Linked DNA regions of Mus musculus: region 2 is linked to region 1. A link is a contact called in public promoter capture Hi-C data. All regions are on one chromosome and are shown on one strand. Each heading gives the region's core, a stretch centred on a gene start, on an enhancer-like site or on the middle of the called end of the contact. The rest is flanking DNA. Distances are from core to core; before and after follow the strand shown. Region 1 overlaps Fmnl3 (formin-like 3). Region 2 has its middle 17 kb from the start of Nckap5los.

Region 1 (5,471 bases), core at 1,374-3,873:
AGGTGTCCTGACAGGTGGCATGTAACAGGGTGACCCAGCCATGGATCACCCCTTTCCTCTCGAGCCATTCCAAAACACTGTCTCTTGCTCCCTGGACTCTACTTTCAAAGGCACTGACTGCCCTGGACACCAAAGTGTAGTCTTGGTTTGGAGCAATGGGATTGTTTGCTTTTTCAAGAAAGACAGGCATATTTGGGGAAATGATCTATATCTTTTTACTATAAAAGTTCTGAACTAAAAATTCACTTAAGCAAAACTTCCCCATTTTTTTCTATAAAAAGATTATTTAAAGGGACAGGAGAACCGTGAAGTAGGACTTCCACAGAGATGTGGATGGGAAGCAGGTTACTCTGGCTTTAAAGAGAATGACCTGCAAGTGGGATGGGAAGCTAAACCTGGGAGACATTGCTAGGTCCCCTGGAGGAAACACACTGGACCAAGAAGAGCCATAAGGGCAGGGACAGTGGACAAGCAGATGTCTAGGCAAGGTCCAAGGCTCAAGACCCGGATTTCTGCAGACTAGGGACTTTCAGTTCGGGACCCATGGGAAGCTGAGAGCAAACCTGGACTGTCCTCCTTAGGCTGACTTGTCTAACTAAAGTGTAAGCCTGCATATGCTGCTAACTTCATTTACTATCACAGTTAGCCTTCTTTCTCTATGTCCAAAGATTAGAGGCAGGCTTATCACCTGGGTGATAACTAACAGCAGAGCAGCCACCAGGGGAGGAGGCTAAGAGGGATACACACCTTCCCATCTAATTTGTTTAGTCAGGAGGACAAAGGTACCTGAGGTTCCACAGATAGTGCACAACACAACTTTGACTCCAAAAGCTCTCATTCACTGCACCTCACCATGCTTGCTCTCCTGTGCTAACCAACAGCTAACTCCCTCCATATGAAAAGGATGTCTTGAAAATGCTCCCAAATACTTATTCGATCTGTTCGGGTCGAAGGTCACCACGCTCACTGGCCTTCCTCAACAATAGGCCTATAGTCACCCTCTCACATCTCAGGGCCCAAGCTGCCTCATGAAGACTCAATGTTGTTGAAATGATGAAACCCTAAGGAGCCTGTCTCCTGAGGATCCAGGCTATTTCCTGGAGGTCCTGCAGCCTGGTACTTGGATCACTTGGCTTCTGACTCCAAGCTCCCTTGCCGGACTGTTCTCTTCATGCTCCCTAGAACATGTCTTCTACTCCAGCTAACTTTCCAGTCCTTGCTGATGCCTGCTATTCCCTTGTCTTGCCTGCTCATGTCTGCAGCAACACTTGAGCTACTTCCTCCTGCTCTGGGGATGCCCATGCCCACCTTCTCTGTTGGAATCTCACTCTTCCTTTTTCTTTCCCACCCCACATTTCCCCCATGCTGGAGCCTGACACCTCAGCCTCAGCACATGGCAGGCAATGCTCTGCTGGCTTGCATTCCCAGCCCTCATCCTTCTTCTAAATAGATGGGGACTGTCTGCTTCCCAGTGAGTCCCCAACCTTTGCCCTGTGGTACTTACATGACAGAACACTGGGCAAATGACAGGTAATCCACCAGCACGTCCAGGCCTTTGTTCTCATCATTGAGAAACTCCCTCACCCACCTGCAGATACAGCAAACACAGTGGATGTAGTGTGCAAACTGGCTTGGTTTGGTGGAGGCTCTGACCCAGCAATCTAGCCCTCAATAAATTTGCTCTCTTGCATGCTACTGGAACCTACTATCAGGCTGAGAAAATCCTGAAAACCATAACCTATGACAGGCCCCTATGTGGTCATGCTGCCAGCCTGGACTTCCCAGAGGCAGGAGAATACATCACAAATGGGCTTCAGCCAGATGAGATTCTAGCCAGTCTCTCCTCTTGGGCCAGGTTATAACCCCATTATTTCCTGTGTCCCTTTGATCTGATACAATGCTAGGCATGAAGTCCTTTTCCACCATGTGCTGGAGGAATTGGGGAGGCATCCAGAGCATTCACCACTCACAGAGCTGGGCCTGGAAAAGCCTGCAAGTCCCTAGTGCCATAAATCTCAAAGAGAGCCTTACAGGGCCAGAGGGCTCACCGCTGAGTTCAATTTTGAGAAGCAATGAGCAAAGATGGTTGTGAGAGTTCTGTGTTCGGCTGGAGTGGGTCCGGCAGAACCAAAAAAGCTTAGGGAACATACACGCTCCAGTCATGGCTCTCCCAGGAAGATGGCAATGTGGAAAGGCAGGCAGGTGAGCAGACAGGAGGACAATGACCTGGGGCATTTTTGCTTTCCCTTTGGCCTATGCTAACTCTGGAATAAAAGTGAAGAGCAAACTCCCTTAGAATTGGTGGGGGGTTGTGACAGGTCTATTTCAGTGCAGAGACATTAAACCCCTCAGGATGGAAGCCTTGTTCTCCTGAGTACTCTAGTCCTCCTGAAATGTCCATGGAACTACATAGTCCAGCTGTGTCCAAACTGCCCTGCAGGGCTGTGTCTACCCCACAGCTGGAACACCAGCTCCATCCTGGCTAGCCACACCCGCAGCTGAGAGGCTGGCGCTAGAGCACCAGGCTTGGCTGATTTGCCAGCAAAGCTCCAGCTGAAGCTGACACTGGAGCTGCCTCAAGTTAGCTTCCTCTCTGGGGGCCGACAGGCCTCCCATTTCCTGTCTGTCTGCTCTCCAGCTCCCCACCCCCTTCTCATTTCCTGTCTGAGTCTACACTGCTATTTTAGGGATCCTGACACTTTGAGGGGAGGTTAAAGGGCACTTTGACAAGGCAGAAAACCAATACAAACCACAAGAGCTAGAGGGCCCTGGAATCCTACTCAGGCAGCCTCAGCCCAGAGCAAGAGACCCCATACACCGCGGGCCTCACTCCTGCAGGACCCCGTCCATCTGGCTGTAAGCAAAGCAGGATCCCCTTCTCACTTGGTCCTGGCCTCCTTCCACCCCTGACTAGCCTGACAAGCTTCCTGAAGAGAAGGATCCTGTCTCCTCATAGAACTACCCAGAGAAGCCTCAGATTAGATGGCACGGGCTTAACTCTTCCCTGGGAACCAAGGGCTGGGTCTAGACCTCAAACTTGTGAGCCAATGCTAAGAAGCCCTGGGGCCTGGAACTGTGCTAACCACAGGGGACTGTTTCTTTGTGCTCCTCTGCCAAGGAGAGCAGACCCCCCATCCTCCCACCAGTTACAGCAGGACTTAGAGAAGACGGCAAGGCCTGAGAGAGGCCCGGGGTGCTCAGGACTGCCACAGTGTCACTCTCAACCACACACAAAGCCTAAGTGATGCACTCTCCTAGTTTTCCTTCTGTGAGATTCTTAAGGGTGGGAGTGGGGACAGCAGGGTTTGGCCACACCTTTCTTGGTGGCTTTCCATGTCTGGGTCACAGATGACTGTAGTGTGGAAGCCATGCTTTGGCTACCACAGCGCAGCTCCCAACACCAGGAAGGGTCCCTTTCCTGTCCTCTCCTGTGCTGCTTCCCTTCTGAGTGCTGTTGCAGCTGGCTACATACAGATGTCCTCTCCCTCTAAAGGGGTCCAGGCACATCAGGCCTGGGGCAGACACGTAGGCTGCGCTTGACAAAAGAGGAAAAGCTGGTGATGTCAGTGGCTCTTTCCACCTTACTCTCAGAAAGCTCAGGGACGCAGGCTGGCATCTACCCAGAAACCCACTTCACCCTTCACTGCTCTCACTGAGGCACCCCTACCTGAAGTGCTGCGGTCTTAGTTCACTGTCCCTTCTGTGTGGCCACTCTTTCCAGTTGTTTCTTACTCTTGCTGGAACAGCTTCATGGGACAGAGGCGCTGTACTCTCCCTGAGCCTCAGCATCAGCCCTTAGCTTCCTCAGCAACCCCTGGTTCCCTGATCAGGCTGAAAGTCTTGCACAGACCCTGGGGCCCACTCAGCGCACTGGCAGCAATAGGATCTGTGAGCACGGGAGACAGCCAACGCCTGATCCTGTCTTACACCTCCAGTGCTTTAGGAAGCCTCTTCTGCTCATGTACAAAGATTATTTTCTTTCAAACAAATAAGTAATCTCTATACCAAAAAATCTAACTAGTCACCAATTAGTAACTAATTTCATTGTTCAATATAATACATCTCACGTCCCAACCTTTGCCAGGCCTTTCTTGGCCCAGTACCAGACCACAGGCAGACTCTGGTCTCAGCTGCTATGGGAATGTCTTCCAGTCAAAGCCACAGGACCCCAAGAGAGGCCCCAAGCTTGCCAGAAGTAACCGGTCAGCAGCTGGCAGTACAGAAGGGCAGAAAAGCCAGAAATGGCACGTCTAAAGCTCTGTGGAGCCAGATGCTATTCATGGCCGGAAGGATAAACCAAAAAAGGGGACCCAAACCTGTGTGGGAGGCAGTGTCTGGTGTCAGGGAGAGCAGATGACAAACCTGACTTACCCAATGTGATTGGTGCGAAGTGAGATCTCCAGCTCCCGTAGGACTTTAGTGGACTCCTGCACTCTCCTCCGGAACTTCTGTAAACAGGGAGCCTCTGTCACTTGATGGGCATTCCCTGCCAACCATCTTTCTTTTCCTTTTTTTTCTTTTTTTCTAAGGCAGGGTTTCTCTGTGTAGCCTTGGCTGTCCTGGAACTCACTGTGTAGATCAGGTTGGCCTCACACTCAGAGAGCTCCCTGCCTCTGCCTCCTGAGTGCTTCGATGAAAGTCATGCACCACCACGCCTGCCCCCTCTCGATTTTATTTATTTATATTTTTGTGTATGAGTGCTTTGCCTGCCTGCATGTCTATGGACCGTGTGCATGCACTGCCTAAAGGGGCCAGAAGACAACACTGGAGTTCTGGGAACTGCAGTTACAAGAGTTGTAAGACGCTGTGGATGTTAGGAACTGAGGCTGGCTCCTCTGGGAAAACAGCATGGTCTTTTAACTGCTGAGTCATCTCTCTAACCTCTTTCTCAACCCTGTCTATGTTTGAGGAGGATGTATGCAGCATCTTGCGATGTAGCTCAGGTTAGTCTGGAACCCACAATCCTCTTGCCTCAGTCTTCTAAGTGTATCACAGCCATACACTACCATACCCAGCTATCCAATTTTATACTATAAATAAAGGAGGCAGAGAAGAAAACACAGGGAGTGCAATTACAGGCTTCCCTCTAGCTCTGGACAGTCACTTTAGACCTCAAAGCCCGGATATTCAACTCCCATTAATCAAGAATCAATGTCAAGGCAAAAGGTCTGTGCCTAAACAGGGACTTTCTGTCTTGTACTTTACCTTCCGTGTTACATTGGGGTCCAAGAAGCTCTGGAGTTTCTGGATATAGGTGTGGGGAGGATTCTTTACTTGAAATCTTTCCTGAAAGGAAAACGCACATGTATGCACACAGAAACACAATGTTCATGGAGGGTGCTAAGGAAGGAGGATGCCTACACTGCTCAATTTGAGGGAACTCAGCCTCTAGTTGTCCCTTGGCACCATCCAAACCCTAAGTTCCCTTCCTTGACGATCCTTACGCATGTCCTAACTGCGGCTGTAGTCTC
Region 2 (5,471 bases), core at 2,205-4,704, 84 kb after region 1:
CCTTCCTTTTCTATTCTAACTTTATTTTGGGCATGCATGGGCAAGTATTTCCCTCCACAGAGATATCCTCACCGAGGGATGAAGGAATTATCCATATTAATGTATCCTTAATTTGAAAACCTGTCTGAAGATAGGTGATGGTAGCAGGCGCTAGTGTCATCTTAATAGAAACAATGTAACATTATGCACCCCCAGGCAGAGCAGTTAACACTGGCGATAAGTTTGTTGCTGGAGCCCGCTGAGGAGTCACCATAAGTGAAGTCACCGCCCTCCTGAAAGTAAGTTTATGGAGGAGAAGTTATCATTGAAGGTGGCAGACATGTACAGGGAATGCTAAGGAGCTTCGCTCCCCTTATGATTCCTGTGACTGGTGAGTGGGTGGAGGCAGGAACTCCTGGGCAACAGAATAGCATTGGAACTAACCGCAATCACACAGGAAACAGCGTCACCACCTTAGAAGCCTTGGAAAGAGTCTAAACAATGGCTGCTCAGCAGAGATGCCCACCTCCCTCCCTGTCTAGACTGTGAATTAATGAATTAATTAATTAAAGGGCCTGTCTGACTGTGAATTGGGTCATGGACATCTTTTTTTTTTTAAGATTTATTTATTAATATATGTAAGTACACTGTAGCTGTCTTCAGACACTCCAGAAGAGGGAGTCAGATCTCATTACGGATGGTTGTGAGCCACCATGGGGTTGCTGGGATTTGAACTCTGGACCTTCGGAAGAGCAGTCAGGTGCTCTTACCCACTGAGCCATCTCACCAGGTCCCATGGACATCTTCTTATGAAACCTTTTGCTAAATAAACTTTTGTGATACTCAGAAGAAAAAAAAAAAGTTTGTCATTTTGTTTTGTGAATAAGAAATCTGGATCACGGGAAGTTCTAAAGTTTAAGGACCATTTACGGGAACATTCAGTACCTCTTAGTGCTCTGCTTCATCCAGAGGATGTAACAAGTAAAACCAGGAACACCGCGGTGTGCTGTGGAGACACGACACGCTCAGCAGTCGCTAGCATTTCCTTCTGCTCCAGAAGACCAGGGCTCCTTTCTACCATCACTGTCCAGCACTCACAATACAGTTCCCATAGCTCTGACGCCCTCTTCGGGTCTCTGTGGGCACTGTACTCATGTACACCCACCCACACACAAATACACAGATACACATAATTAAAAACAAGAAAATATGCCAGGTGGTGGAGGCCTTTAAGCCCAGCACTCAGGAGGCAGAGGCAGGAGGATCTCTGTGAGTTCAAGAACAGCATGTTCTACAGAGCGAGTTCCAGGACAACCAGAGCTACACAGAAAAACTCTGTCTCAAAATAAATAAATAAAATAAAATAAAATAAAATAAATGTAAAGGCACTTAGTGGGACACTAAGAAAGCTGGGGGCATTGGACATGTGTTTGGTGGCAGAGCACCTGCCTAAGATGCCCGGGGTGAGGCTGAAGGCTTGACCTCCAGTATATTATGTGATATGACTTGTTGTTTTATTTTTTAGATTTATTTATTTATTATATGTAAGTACACTGTAGCTGTCTTCAGACACTCCAGAAGAGGGCATCAGATCTCATTACGGGTGGTTGTGAGCCACCATGTGGTTGCTGGGATTTGAACTCCGGACCTTCGGAAGAGCAGTCGGGTGCTCTTACCCACTGAGCCATCTCACCAGCCCATGACTTGGTTTTACAATGTAGACACATACTGTGATATAATTTATCTGTCAATTAAAATTAATTTTAGGGTCTGGAATGGAGTTCAGTGGTATAACCCTTGCCTAGGCTGTGTAATACCCTGATTTCAATTTTGCACTGAAAAACATTAAAATAATTTTAAAAACAAAATTTTAGCCAGATCTGGTTGCTTATGCCTGTAACCAAAGCATTGAGGCAGGTAATTCAGAGGAACTGCCAGGAGCTTGGGGCCATCCTGAGCTATTCAGTAAGGTCTATGCTAGCCTGAATTGTAAATCCAGCACTTGGGAGGTGGAGGGAGGCCAGAGATTAGGAGCAAGGCCAGTCTAGGTGTCATGGTAAATTAGCTCATCAAACACTGGGGAGATGTAAATTAAAGCAGGCATAAAATATGGATAGAACATACATATAATATATATGAATTTATTACACAAATACATATATGTAATACATGTATATAATGTGTGTATAATATATATGTGTGTGTGTAAGTGTACATATATACATATATGTAGATATTGATAACACTGAGTGCTGCTGGAAGTGTGGAGGAACATGCCCCTCACTGGTGACAGGAGGATGGTGCAGCCTCTGCAGCACTATTTGGCAGCTTCTTATAAACTCAAATTTAAATTAGACCTTGAACTCAGGTCCTCTGCAAGAGCAGTGTGTTCTTTTAACTGCTGAGTTATCTCTCTAACTCTTCTCTTCTCTTTTCTTTTCTTTTCTTTTCTTTTCTTTTCTTTTCTTCCTCTCTCTCTCTCTCTCTCTCTCTCTCTCTCTCTCTCTCTCTCTCTCTCTCTCTTATATTAGTGCTCTTATCTGCATGTCAGAAGAGGGCGTCAGATCCCATCACAGATGGATGCCAGTCACCATGTAGTTGCTGGGATTTGAACTCAGGACCTCTGGAAGAGTAGTCAGTGCTCTTAACCACTGAGCAACCTTTCCAGCCACTCCAGTTCCTTATTTTCATTTTGATACAAAGTCTCATATAGACCAGGCTAGCCTCAAACTCACTATGTAGCTAAGGATGACTTTGAACTTCTGATCTTCCTGCCCCCTTCTGGCCAGTTCTGGAATTACAGGCACTTGCCACCTCATCTCGGTTTTTTTTTTTTTTTTATGCAGGGTTGGAAACTGAACCCAGGTCAGGCTTTGTGCATTTTAGGCAGGGGTTCTACCTCGTGAACACAGCTCCAGTTTTAGTTCTAATTAGCCCCAAACTGGGAACAATTCAGTTATTCTTCCATTGTTGACTGAATAAACCATCTGCACATCTTCAGTGTGGAAATTAACCATGTCATACGCAACAACTCAGATGCGTCCGAAGGCATTTCTGTCCTGTGGTTTCCAGAAAGTGAGGGCACTTGGGAGGGGAAAGCAGAGGGACAGAATCTCACCACTTGAGCCCCCTCCCCCCCCCACCCCCCATACACACGCTGGTCCACAACGCCATTCACATTCAGTGTCCACTACAGGCTGCCCGGTGCTTCCCACCTATTGGGTGCCCTGTGAATGTTTGTTGTAGACTCGACAGGGATGAAGGACAGATATGGGCTGGTCACCCGCTGATGTCATGCCTTCACGAGAGTTTGCTCAGAGTAGTTCAGCTGCCTTGACAGCCCGTCTACGTTGAAACTGGTAGTAGGAAATGTGTCTCCCGGAAAGCAAGGCTGATGGGGAGAACTGGCAGGGATGGACAGGGTATTCATATTCTCTGGCTTCACCCAAGGCTTACCAAAGCTGTCAAGAGGTGGAGGACACCCTGTATTTCTTCTTATAGCCACACGAGGGCAGTGTAGCCCCGCAAACCGTGAAGCTGCCTCCCATGCGCCATCTACTGGCAACATTTTCTCAAGTGGAGGGAAAGGAGTTTTTTTTTGTTTGTTTGTTTGGTTTTTTTTTTTTTCTTGCTTAAAGAATGAAAGGCTTGATATGGCAACCCAACACTTTCAGACATGGAGAGGCCACAGTAGGGACAGGAAGATTGTCATGAACTCAAGGCTATCCTCAGCTACATAGTGAGACGCTGTTTCAAAACAAAACAAAACAAAACAAACAAAAGATAAATTTAATTTCTTGATGGCTCTTCCACCCTAAGACTCTAGCTGCTTTCCCTCGGCCCACACAGTTGCTCCTCCTCCACATATCACTTTGAGATACCCCACCCCCACTCCACCCCACCCCCCACGCTCCCCTTGACAGCTCTTACCTCTGCCTCATTTCATTGGCATGAGATGGGCAAGACTCCACCGCTAACAACACACCTCATCCTTCTGGCTCACCACCCAGTCTCTCCTCACCCGCACTTTGCTTGTTGGGGTGATGGATGAGGGTGGGGTGGGTAGGGTGGGAGCCCAGCCTAAGCTTTCTTTTCTTCCATCCTCTCCTTCTTCATTTTTTCTTTTCTTTTCTTTTCTTTTCTTTTCTTTTCTTTTCTTTTCTTTTCTTTTCTTCTCTTCTCTTCTCTTCTCTTCTCTTCTCTTCTCTTTTTCTTTCCTTCTTTCTTCTTCTTTCCTTCCCTTTCTTTCTTTCTTTCTTTCTTTCTTTCTTTCTTTCCTTCTTTCTTTCTTTCCTTCTTTCTTTCTTTCTTTCCTTCCTTCCTTCCTTCCTTCCTTCTTTCTTTCTTTTTTTTTTTTCTGAGACAGGGTTTCTCTGTGTAGCCCTGGCTGTCCTGGAACTCACTTTGTAGACCAGGCTGGCCTTGAACTCAGAAATCTGCTTGCCTCTGCCTCCTGAGTGCTGGGATTAAAGGCTTGTTCCATCACGCCCGGCTTCCTTCTTCATTTTTCAAACTCAGGACTTTGTTGCTAAACAAACGTCCTACCACTGAGTGACTACCCCAATATGTGTGTGTGTGTGTGTGTGTGTGTGTGTGTGCTCCTCGTGGGTGTAGGTGCTTAGAGAGGCTAGAGGTGTCAGATTCCCCAGAGATGGAGTCATCCAGCGTGTGTACCAGACTTACTGAGTCTCCTGGAAGAGACTCTTCAGTCTGCACTACTGACCCAGCTCTCGGGCCCTGGTGGTAGGTGGGGCGGGGTGGGGTGGGGCGGGGTCTTGCTCTGGCTTTGTAGTTGTGGCTGGCTTGGAACTCTCCGTCCTCTCACTTCAGTCCCCCCAGTGTTATCTGGTGTCGTTTTGAGTGTGCTCTGGAGCCGGCGTGTCTGGGCTTGAATCACGGCTGATCTATACACAGGCTTTAACGTTTTAAACGTTCTGGCTCTCCCTACCCTATCAGACCCGGGTAACAGGATCACCCACATGAAGAGGTTGTATAGAGGATTAGCTGAGTATCCACACACATGGCCGCCCGAGGTAGTGCTGGCGCACTGTCAAGGGTGAGTGTTCTTATGTATTATCCCTGGAGCCAGAGATCACCGCCACTGGCCCTCCACTCGCCACCCCAGTTCCCCCATCAGCAATGCTTCCCTTGGGTTAAGCCTACAACTTTCCTTTTCTCGACCTGAAACCAGTGTGTGCCCCTGCTATACTCTCTCACAAAAACCCATTTTCTCTGAAGTCTGGTGTCAGAGACGCCCATCCTCCGTCCTCCACTGGCTCCAGCCCCGTGAAGATGGGATGGAAGTATCCCCAAAACTCCATCTGTGGTGACCCCCCCACATCCTCTACCCTTAAGGGATGAAATCAAAGGCTTAAAGTGTCTGCTGGGCAAACTGTAAACATGGCTGCCCCTGAGGTGGCAGAGTGACAAGATGATACCACACTGGAAACATTCACACAAGCCATCGCTTCAGAAACACAACTTAGTGATAC

The links. Capture Hi-C pulls out chosen DNA fragments and counts their contacts.
Region 2: a contact with region 1 is called in a promoter capture Hi-C map of adipose tissue. The contact joins two enhancer-like sites. A contact is called at or near these places in 4 of 15 datasets of contacts at CTCF or cohesin (the G1E-ER4 cell line, the NIH/3T3 cell line and embryonic stem cells), 31 of 484 Hi-C or Micro-C datasets (the Ba/F3 cell line, the G1E-ER4 cell line, the HL-1 cell line and 17 more), 8 of 115 datasets of contacts at active chromatin or transcription factors (the HPC-7 cell line, bone marrow-derived dendritic cells, bone marrow-derived macrophages and 5 more) and 4 of 9 other capture datasets (adipose tissue, embryonic stem cells, liver and 1 more).

The regions. Positions count from the first base shown.
Region 1 is chr15:99,330,483-99,335,953 of GRCm38.p6, forward strand. It overlaps Fmnl3 (formin-like 3), which reads right to left. Exons shown (of 27, transcript NM_011711.2): 3 at 5,206-5,286; 4 at 4,372-4,448; 5 at 1,505-1,588. Among named protein-coding and RNA genes, the nearest start is that of Gm22951, 35 kb to the right of the region's middle. Within about 2 kb of position 2,624, at least 292 of the 459 cell types and tissues checked have an H3K27ac peak or open chromatin away from gene starts, as enhancers often do. A contact at or near this core is called in the G1E-ER4 cell line, the NIH/3T3 cell line, adipose tissue and 4 more, where this site is marked.
Region 2 is chr15:99,413,222-99,418,692 of GRCm38.p6, forward strand. No RefSeq gene overlaps it. Among named protein-coding and RNA genes, the nearest start is that of Nckap5los, 17 kb to the right of the region's middle. Within about 2 kb of position 3,455, at least 66 of the 459 cell types and tissues checked have an H3K27ac peak or open chromatin away from gene starts, as enhancers often do. A contact at or near this core is called in the G1E-ER4 cell line, the NIH/3T3 cell line, adipose tissue and 4 more, where this site is marked.